Linked DNA regions of Astyanax mexicanus: region 1 is linked to region 2. A link is a contact called in public Hi-C data. All regions are on one chromosome and are shown on one strand. The core of a region is the stretch at or near the end of the contact, and the rest is flanking DNA. Distances in the headings are between cores, read along the strand shown.

What was found. Hi-C and Micro-C count contacts between places; a contact is called where the count stands out from the background.
Region 1: a contact with region 2 is called in a Hi-C map of muscle, with 6 times the contacts expected there. The contact joins the promoter of LOC103029682 here to the enhancer-like site in region 2. A contact is called at or near these places in 2 of 3 Hi-C or Micro-C datasets (both in muscle).

What each region holds. Positions count from the first base shown.
Region 1 is chr6:41,673,994-41,678,050 of AstMex3_surface, reverse strand. It overlaps LOC103029682 (semaphorin-4A), which reads right to left and starts at 2,386. Exons shown (of 14, transcript XM_022673584.2): 1 at 2,094-2,386. The coding sequence starts at 2,232. It overlaps adam15 (ADAM metallopeptidase domain 15), which reads right to left. Exons shown (of 25, transcript XM_022673581.2): 25 at 3,534-4,057.
Region 2 is chr6:41,600,482-41,604,832 of AstMex3_surface, reverse strand. All of the region lies in intron 3 of dcst1 (DC-STAMP domain containing 1), which reads right to left. dcst2 (DC-STAMP domain containing 2) reads left to right here. Exons shown (of 17, transcript XM_015605901.3): 6 at 1-39; 7 at 2,383-2,448; 8 at 2,571-2,784; 9 at 3,639-3,796; 10 at 4,107-4,271. Among protein-coding and RNA genes, the nearest start is that of dcst2, 7.0 kb to the left of the region's middle. Within about 2 kb of position 2,727, the one cell type or tissue checked has an H3K27ac peak away from gene starts, as active enhancers do.

The DNA.
Region 1 (4,057 bases), core at 1,137-3,636, 74 kb before region 2:
TTAGAAAACCTGAAAAAGTGCCTGTGGTGCATTATCACATTTTATGGTGTGGTGGAGCCCTATTTCAGCCTGAGTCTTCCACAGTAATGCAGTTCCAGTAATGCAGCATTGAATGATGTACTCCTACCAGCACCACACACTCCTACTAAATGTCACTAGGTGTCACTGCAGTGTTGAGAATGATACATCACACAAATTATATCTGGTCAACAGCAGACTCTTACATGAGATGAATGACAGGGAAACAAATTGTGGATGGCAACAATGAAGTCTGTTATTAAGCACCAACATCTATGTACCTACATGGAGCTAACACAGAGTTCAGTTTCTAAATGAGGTAAACAGTAAATGTATAATTTTCCTTTCTGTGTTTTAGAACAACTATCTTACTCATCCGGTACACTATGTTAACATGCTCTGACCTCTGACTCAAATAAACTAGATCACCATAAATGGAATTTGCATGCTACTGTGGTTCATCTGTGCTCCCTGTGGTTTAGCAATGCTTGAGACCACCAGTTCCATTGCACTGAGCTCAGTTATACTAAACTGTCTTTAAATAAAAGCTTTAATTCAGGATAGTTATATTAGCAATACGAGGACTTAACCTCCATTAACTTCGATTAATTCCTCGTATTGCTAATATAACTATCCTGAATTAAAGCTAGCTGAACTAATATCTGAGCCAATCAAAGTTAATGGAGGTTAAGTCCTCGTATTGCTAATATAACTATCCTGAATTAAAGCTTTTATTTAAAGACAGTTTAGTATAACTGAGCTCAGTGCAATGTACATTAATACATTTACTCATCTATGGACTTCCAATAGAAACAGGTGTCAATATGAATAATGGTGTGATAAAATATAGATACAGCGATGTATCGTTTTGTTTGCGATACATTATTGATACTTGGCATCAAATATAAATTTTTATGTTTTTTTTGCATTAATGTATTTTGCTTTTAAATATTTTCTATTCTGTAAGCTTATGTTACACAGTAACAGTGTAGTGTGGTGGTGTTCTACCTAGTCATTTTATAATTTAAAGGAAAAAACATAATAAACGTCATTTAGTGGTTGACAAAGTTCATAACTCCTGCAATCTATATATCTTCATAATTAAAAAGAAAAATAGTTGCTTTAAAAAGAACCAAATAATCAAAGGTTAATAATACTTAATACAATATAATAATTAGAATACTACTGATTAAAAGTTAAATATTTTGCTATTCCAAGTTGTGCATCTGCAAATGTGCACATCATAGTGTAACAATAAAACAGTATTAGCACATTGATTAAAACTTAGGCTATATTAGGCTGTATTATATAATAATATATTATATTATTATTTTATAATATATTTAGATTTTTAGTATTTCAAATTAGTTGTTTTTGTAAAATTTCTAACTGTTTGTCTTATTTGCTGCTGAAAACCAGAAACACAAAAATGCTTCCTCTGAAACACTTATCTGATATAACCAGAAACCGAGTATGCATTATGCATTCAAACTATGAAGCTCTGAGAAGCTTTTTTTGCCTTTTTTTTTTTTTTTTAGATATTACTTAATGCAGTATTAGTTTGAGGGACTTTATTTCTGCTACTTGCACAGGGGAAGGGTAAAACAGTTGTAGCATGTTTATTAAAAATAAATTAGATAAACAGATTATATAAAGTAAAATTTTTCTTTTTTAAGTCAGAATTGGTTCTGTTAGTCTTACTTTCTGATTAACCAGAACCACAGAAACGCTTCCATAACTCTACCTCAGAAACACAACCTTGGCAAAGACACACACTGCATCAAAGCTTTGAAGCACTGAGTAAACCTTTATTTTGTAAGTGTGTAGTTTTTGAAGGTATTTTTATTGACTGGGGACCATTTAAAACAAATTGTTTAATTTAAAACAAAATCTTTAAACTAATTTTGAGGCTAAGTAACTCTCTCTAGCTGACTTACAAACTGATGTTTAGTTAGTACTGACTGATCACTGAGATCATTTTGAGAATAGTTTTACACTGTGTGTGATCAATAGTCATTAGGACAAGTACATCAGTATAAATCCACTGAACTGATGAATTCTGAAACTGCACTGACCTGGGAGGAAGGTGGTCCGTGGAGAGATGGAACTTTGAGTGAAGTGCAAAAGTCCTAAAAGTAGGAAGCAAAATTTCCAGCTTCGATACCCTCCTGCCATAGTCGGCATGGACCTGAGAAGACTGTGTGCAACCAGCATGTGTTCTTCAGTTTAGCTCTTAGTCTTCACAATACCTGTACAATAAAACTGAAACACCCCGTGCCTGTGTCTTCCTGTGAAGGGAAGAGGAAGTCATTACACCAGCACTTCTTCTCTGAAAGTAAAAAAATAATTCTCTTGAATGATACTTCACACTTCTTGCACTGCGGCAGTCTGCATATCACACTGCAAACACCAACAAATAACAATGCTGTAACAGTTATTGCAAGGTTGCATATTTTTTTTTCTTTTTTTCATTTGTTACCATAGCTGTAGGACTGTAGAACACTGGCGGAATCGCAAAAGGAGAGGAAATGAGGGGTTTGTGGGGGTGGGAGGCGATGGGGTACACGTGTTACCACACACACAGTTATTTAAACACAGTAGTCTATACATGTAATCCACACATATACATGTCATCATATCTTTAGGTAACTGTTCTTCACCTGTTGTGTGGAGCTTGCTCGCTTTTGCAGTCTGTAAGTTAGATAATTAGGTAAGTTATTCGATTGGTTATTGTTTCTGGTTAAAACAGTATTTTATCCTACTGAGATAGAAAACAAACAACATGAGAGCGAAGCAGTTAACTACAGTGTTTTTATCTTATTAAGCTATGAAACTATAATGCAGAAACTGTAGTGAACTGTTGGTGACTGTCTGATTGATGTAGGTTATCATATATTGTGGCATTCCACAATGTTTTACTGTAGGACCAATAAAACAGATGTAATAATGATAATACTGTAATTCTGAGAGTGAAAGACTGAAGTGTAGCTTACATACAGGTTCTAACGGGTAAAGCACTAAACTCTAACTAATGTAATGTCAGATAGAAAATTACAGGTGAAAACGTAGATTAATAGATTTCAGTTCTTAATATTTAAATGCAAGCAGGTCATCTAGTGTACCACCTTGAGATGCTTGAGAACCACTGCTCTAGAGTGCAAAAAAAGAGACACAATGCTTAAATGCCTGCAATAAAAGACAATAATGTGCCTTGAAGATCAAGATCAAGATTTTGATAATGTGTCTTAAATAGTGCCCATCTATGAGTTCCCTCATGCCCTTCTAGTAAGAAAGGGTTCTGTTACAAACTGTTCTATGCCACCCCACTTTAAAGTTTCTCAAAGTGCGTCCCAATTTAAATTATAAGGAAATTTCAATAAATTCTTCTTTAACCACAGACCATTTGTACTTACGCTGAATTCTCTCAGAAGTAGTGACATGTCTAATTAATAAAAGCTGTTTATAAGTAGACTTATTGTACTCATCACTAATGCAACAAAAGACAAAGTAGTCTGTTCTTTAAAAATAGGTTCCATGTTTATTGCATAAAAAATAATGTATACTGCATGATACACTCCAATCTCTCACATTCTCTTTCAGTATTTACAAAATAACAAAGAGTAAAAAGTCCAAACGAATGCCAAGCACTGGAGTCATCCTTCCACTGATACAGATGTGAGATTTCTTCAACTGAGATGAGTCACAAAAGTGCACAACAGAACTGCACTTACAGACTGAGCTCCACAGACACACTGGGGACAATTCAATGTTTCTTGTAATGAGGAAACCTTGTCCATAGTACAGTAGCTTGTTGGAGACAATACAGCAGCAGAATGGGAAACAATTCCACAACAGCTCATGAACCTTGCAGATCTTTAGAAACTGGGAAAGGCCAAGTCAATCTCTAGAATTTCTTAGTTAATTACTGAAACTGTGATTTTTTAGCCTTTTGATCAGAAAGGCTGCAGAGCACACATCTCCAGAGCAGCATGCAGACATCACTCATCTGGTTTAGCCAGGCCAGCACAGGCAGGTAAGG
Region 2 (4,351 bases), core at 1,478-3,977:
TCGTAGATGGCTTCAGGCCTCTCTGTGGGCTCATGCGCGGTCAGTCTCTCCTCAGATTTGTTATTATAATCTCTGCAGTCCTGTAATTTGCATCTTCACAGGAAATCTCTGGTCACAGCCTTCCAGCATCTTACTGTAACGGAGCTTGTTTTTTTCTTTGAACTCAGGTTGTTTTTTGTTTGTAAAACTGTAAAATGTTCAATGATCGGATTACTGTGTGTTTGTGCACACAGTGTAATATTTTTTACTCACTGCATGGTTTAGAAGATGATAGCTGAACACTCTAAACTCTTCTAGGCTTATACATTTAATAATGTTGAGATTTGTTCTTTAGCAACTACTAAGACCTCACTGCTGTGCAATTTATGCAGCAGAGGGGTGTAGACTTAACGGAAAATAATTAATATAAGGTAACCACTGATTGGGCTGCCTGTTCATTTTTTGTTTCTTCTGAAATTAAGGCTATTATGAAGGAGTTTATCCTGCTTTTATTGGACTGACCATGTCTCTACCACCCAGGAAAGGCTTTATTCTACATTTTAAAGCATTGCTGCGAAGATTTGATTACAATCAGTGATAAACAACATTACTGAAGCCAGAATTTCAGATGATCCCCCACTCAACTCATCCTCAACTCAACAACTCATCCCAAAAGTCCTGATTATAGCATCAGTGATTTCCCTGTTTTACAGGGCCTAGACAAGTTGTGTGTGCATTTGAACATCTGTATAAGCAATGGGTGCAACTTGAAATAGGGCTGTTCTGTCTTAAAACTAGTCTATTATTTACTGTGAAGGCTTAGGTGTATTTATTGTATAATTGTTTTAGTTTGCAGTTTATATGCATGCACAAAATATTCTGCAATATTATTTGCTGCATTATATTATTTTTTGCTATATTATTTATTTTGCCACATTATGATTATGCTGTTATACTATTATACTATATTCCTGGTGTCTCTGCTATCTTGGCAATAGAAAACACAGATGCACCACTGACTGTAAAAAGCCTAGAGAACAGACAGACCTTCACTGTTCATTGCTACGTTTATGGCAAAGCAAGGTGTACTTTTCCCATCGTTGTGATGGCAAAGACACACTGACATGCCCTAAATAAATAAGAGCAGAGCACTGATGAAGGCTCACATAGATCACTAAAAAAGGGCCCTTAATCTGTCACTGCTTGGACAGCTGGAATAAGACCAGCTACGGTGCCACTACACTACACTAGACTACACACACACACAAACACACACACACATTGCCACTACCATTGTTGTCTTTTCTGTGCTCCACCCAGGGTTAAGGGTTAAGGTTAATGCTTTCCATACATCAGAGTTTCATAGCTGAAGTAAACTACATGGTTGTCTGAATGCTGAGGCCACACAATGCTTTCCTCATCCCTTCAAATACCAATTGAAATTCCATGACTCACCCACTTCCCGCTTTCTCTGTGTTTTTTTTTTCCAAATGAATTATTGTTTTATATCCGTCGCTGTTCTAGGGAAGCCTGAGCGGCACAAGTACCTCTGAATCCAAACATGACCTCAGACTGAGCACACAGCTCAGGACAAACATTTACAGAGACAGTGCATTGTACAAGTCTGCTTGTGTGATTTAGAGGGTGCTTAGACACTACCACATTTTGGAAGACATTTGGCAACAAAGCAAGGGAACTTTCCAGCCTGCTGTCATTATTAAAGCTACATTCCATTAGATTTCTTCTTTTAAACAAACAAATGTGAGAACAAACAAAAGATTATAATAAATGAGACCATTGGGTTTTACTACTATCCCTTCAAAGACATATATATTCATTCTAAAAACAGAATAGTCTGGTAGGTTTCCCCAGGAGTTTTTCTGGCCACAACAGCTTTTGCTGATTATCTGAGCAACTATGCTGCTAATGGCACTGATACAAGAGCTACTGTGAACATGGACATATCAGAGCGGCAAACAGTGTTCATCTGCTCATTTACACATTATTAAATAAAAAAAAACTAAGGAAGAATTAGAAATGAAGAGAGCTGACAAGCTAAAAAAATAGTACAACAGAGTCAATGCTAAGATCACCATATCATCATATCACGATCACAATCATCATATCACGATGCAAGTTTTAAAAAGGATTTTTGGTATTCTCAGTACACCAAAAAGATCTCTTAATCCCAAACATGTACAAACAGTCATTATAAATAAAAAAAATGCCAATAATATAGTCAGCACCACTTCAGAAATGACATTTGACCCTGCACACAACATGTCACTCGAATCTGGTTTAGTTTAATATTAATATGAGTCATCTGCCAATTCTCTGTGTGTGAATGCAAGTTAAATAACTGTACATATTAATTATATTTCTCCCCCACTTTTTCCTCAACAGTTGGTGAGTTCTTCTGTATCCTACCCTCATACATCGCAGACCATCTAAAGGCTAAACTGGCAGCCCGTAAGTGCACAGACCTTTGCATTACAAACTGTCTTGTTCTAGTTTGACTCATAACATCCTCGTTTTAAGACCTAGTTCCCTTTTTTCTGCTCTGTATATGTTGTGTTGTGTTTCCTCTCTAGCAACTATCGCTGCATTTAATCGAATGAAGAAGGAGTTTGAATTCAACATGTCGGCCTCTGTTCATTTCGACTTGGACCTGAACAGGAGTCAGTCATTTCAGGAAATGACTCAGGAGATCATGCAGGAGGTGGCACAGGAGCAGGAGCGCTTCCTGGAGCTAACAGCAGTGCTGGAATATGTGGGCCTGTTCCTGCTGCTGTATATGTACCTGCAGTGAGTCCAGCAATAACAGTCAGCATAAACTTACTACTGCCTTTTAGTGCAAGGTGCAGGCAGATGTGTCCCTGCACTATACTTCCATTAGTGTTTAAACATCACTTCTAATTGGTGCATATTTTAAAATGCTATACTTTTATAATGCACCCATTGCTGGCAATCAAGGATATAATATAAAAACACACAGTTTATTCTATGTATGATGGGTAAAACAGACAGTTAAAATGTATCCATTCTAGAATAATATTTAGAGATGAACATCTCTTCCACTAACTAACCACACACCAGGCAGAGAGGACAGCAACACTATACAGTCCTTGTTACAGTGCTTAAAACAAAGCACTGTTATAGTATGGTATGCTTTCTATTGCTATATTACGCTTTGCACTGCAATACAACTTCTATGATCTGTAACATTGACTTAAGCCTGCCAATCAAAGCAGAGATAATCTTTTTCTGGAGAAACATCAGACAATATAACAGAGTTGCAAAAATGCTGTCTTGTCTAATCTGAGCTTTGACACACCCTTTTTATATATCGAATAACCTCTTTAAATATACAAAAATGTCATTTTCTGGAAGCTTTAGGCTACTCCTGCCTTTGTTCCCCAAAAATGGAACAAAAACCTAAACAGCTCTGCCATGCATCTCTTTGTAATGACATATTCAGTTTCTCAGTGTTCCTAAATTGCTGATTGAAATGGCCCACTGTATCCTCAGATAAGCTTACTCTGATTGACTATGATGTAATGTATCTTGATGATAATATCATATTGTTAATTTGCACACACTAATGTAAGATTTAATGAATCTGCTGATGCTGTGTTTTTGTACTGTCCACTTCTGAGCAGGGCGGTTCTGTACAAAAACAGTTACCTTCACAAAGATGATTTTGACAACTTCTACATAACAGAGCAGTTCATAGAGATGGATTGCAAGCTCTCTAGACAAGGAAGACCAGCTGTATTGCCGCTGAGTGAGAGAGAAGCCCTTATCTACATTACACCCTGTGAGTGAGAATGTAATAATTTTAATATGTCTGCAAATAATGACATGATTACATTGATTTTGAAATTATTAAATATTTTGGTCAGAATAAAATATCAGGGCTGTTTTGAAATGTAATTCTCATATTTCTCTTTTTTTATACAAATTTTTGCTACATTTGTTCATTTTTTGAACAGTTCTATACGTGAAACAGCAAATAATTGTAATGATCTTTGATAAGAACAGTTATCTACATTTATATAAACTAATGCATGTTTCAGGGTTTAGATATCACTTAAATCTGACATTTTTTCTTTGTCAAACCCCACAAGGTTCTGTAAGGCTGACTGATCGTGAGTGGGTGGCTATTGGGGCTGGACTTGTATTCCTGCTCAAACACTTGGTAGTGGGCTGTGTGGTAATAGGTCTGGATCTCATGGTGTTCTGGGTGTTTGATATGGTGCATCACCAGGCTCAGGGAGAGATAGTGGCTAGAGGTGAGACGCTTGCAAGCTTTCACTAAACTTCCTTTGTGGGAGAAAACTATTTTTTATGCAGTATTTAGGGCTTGGATAAA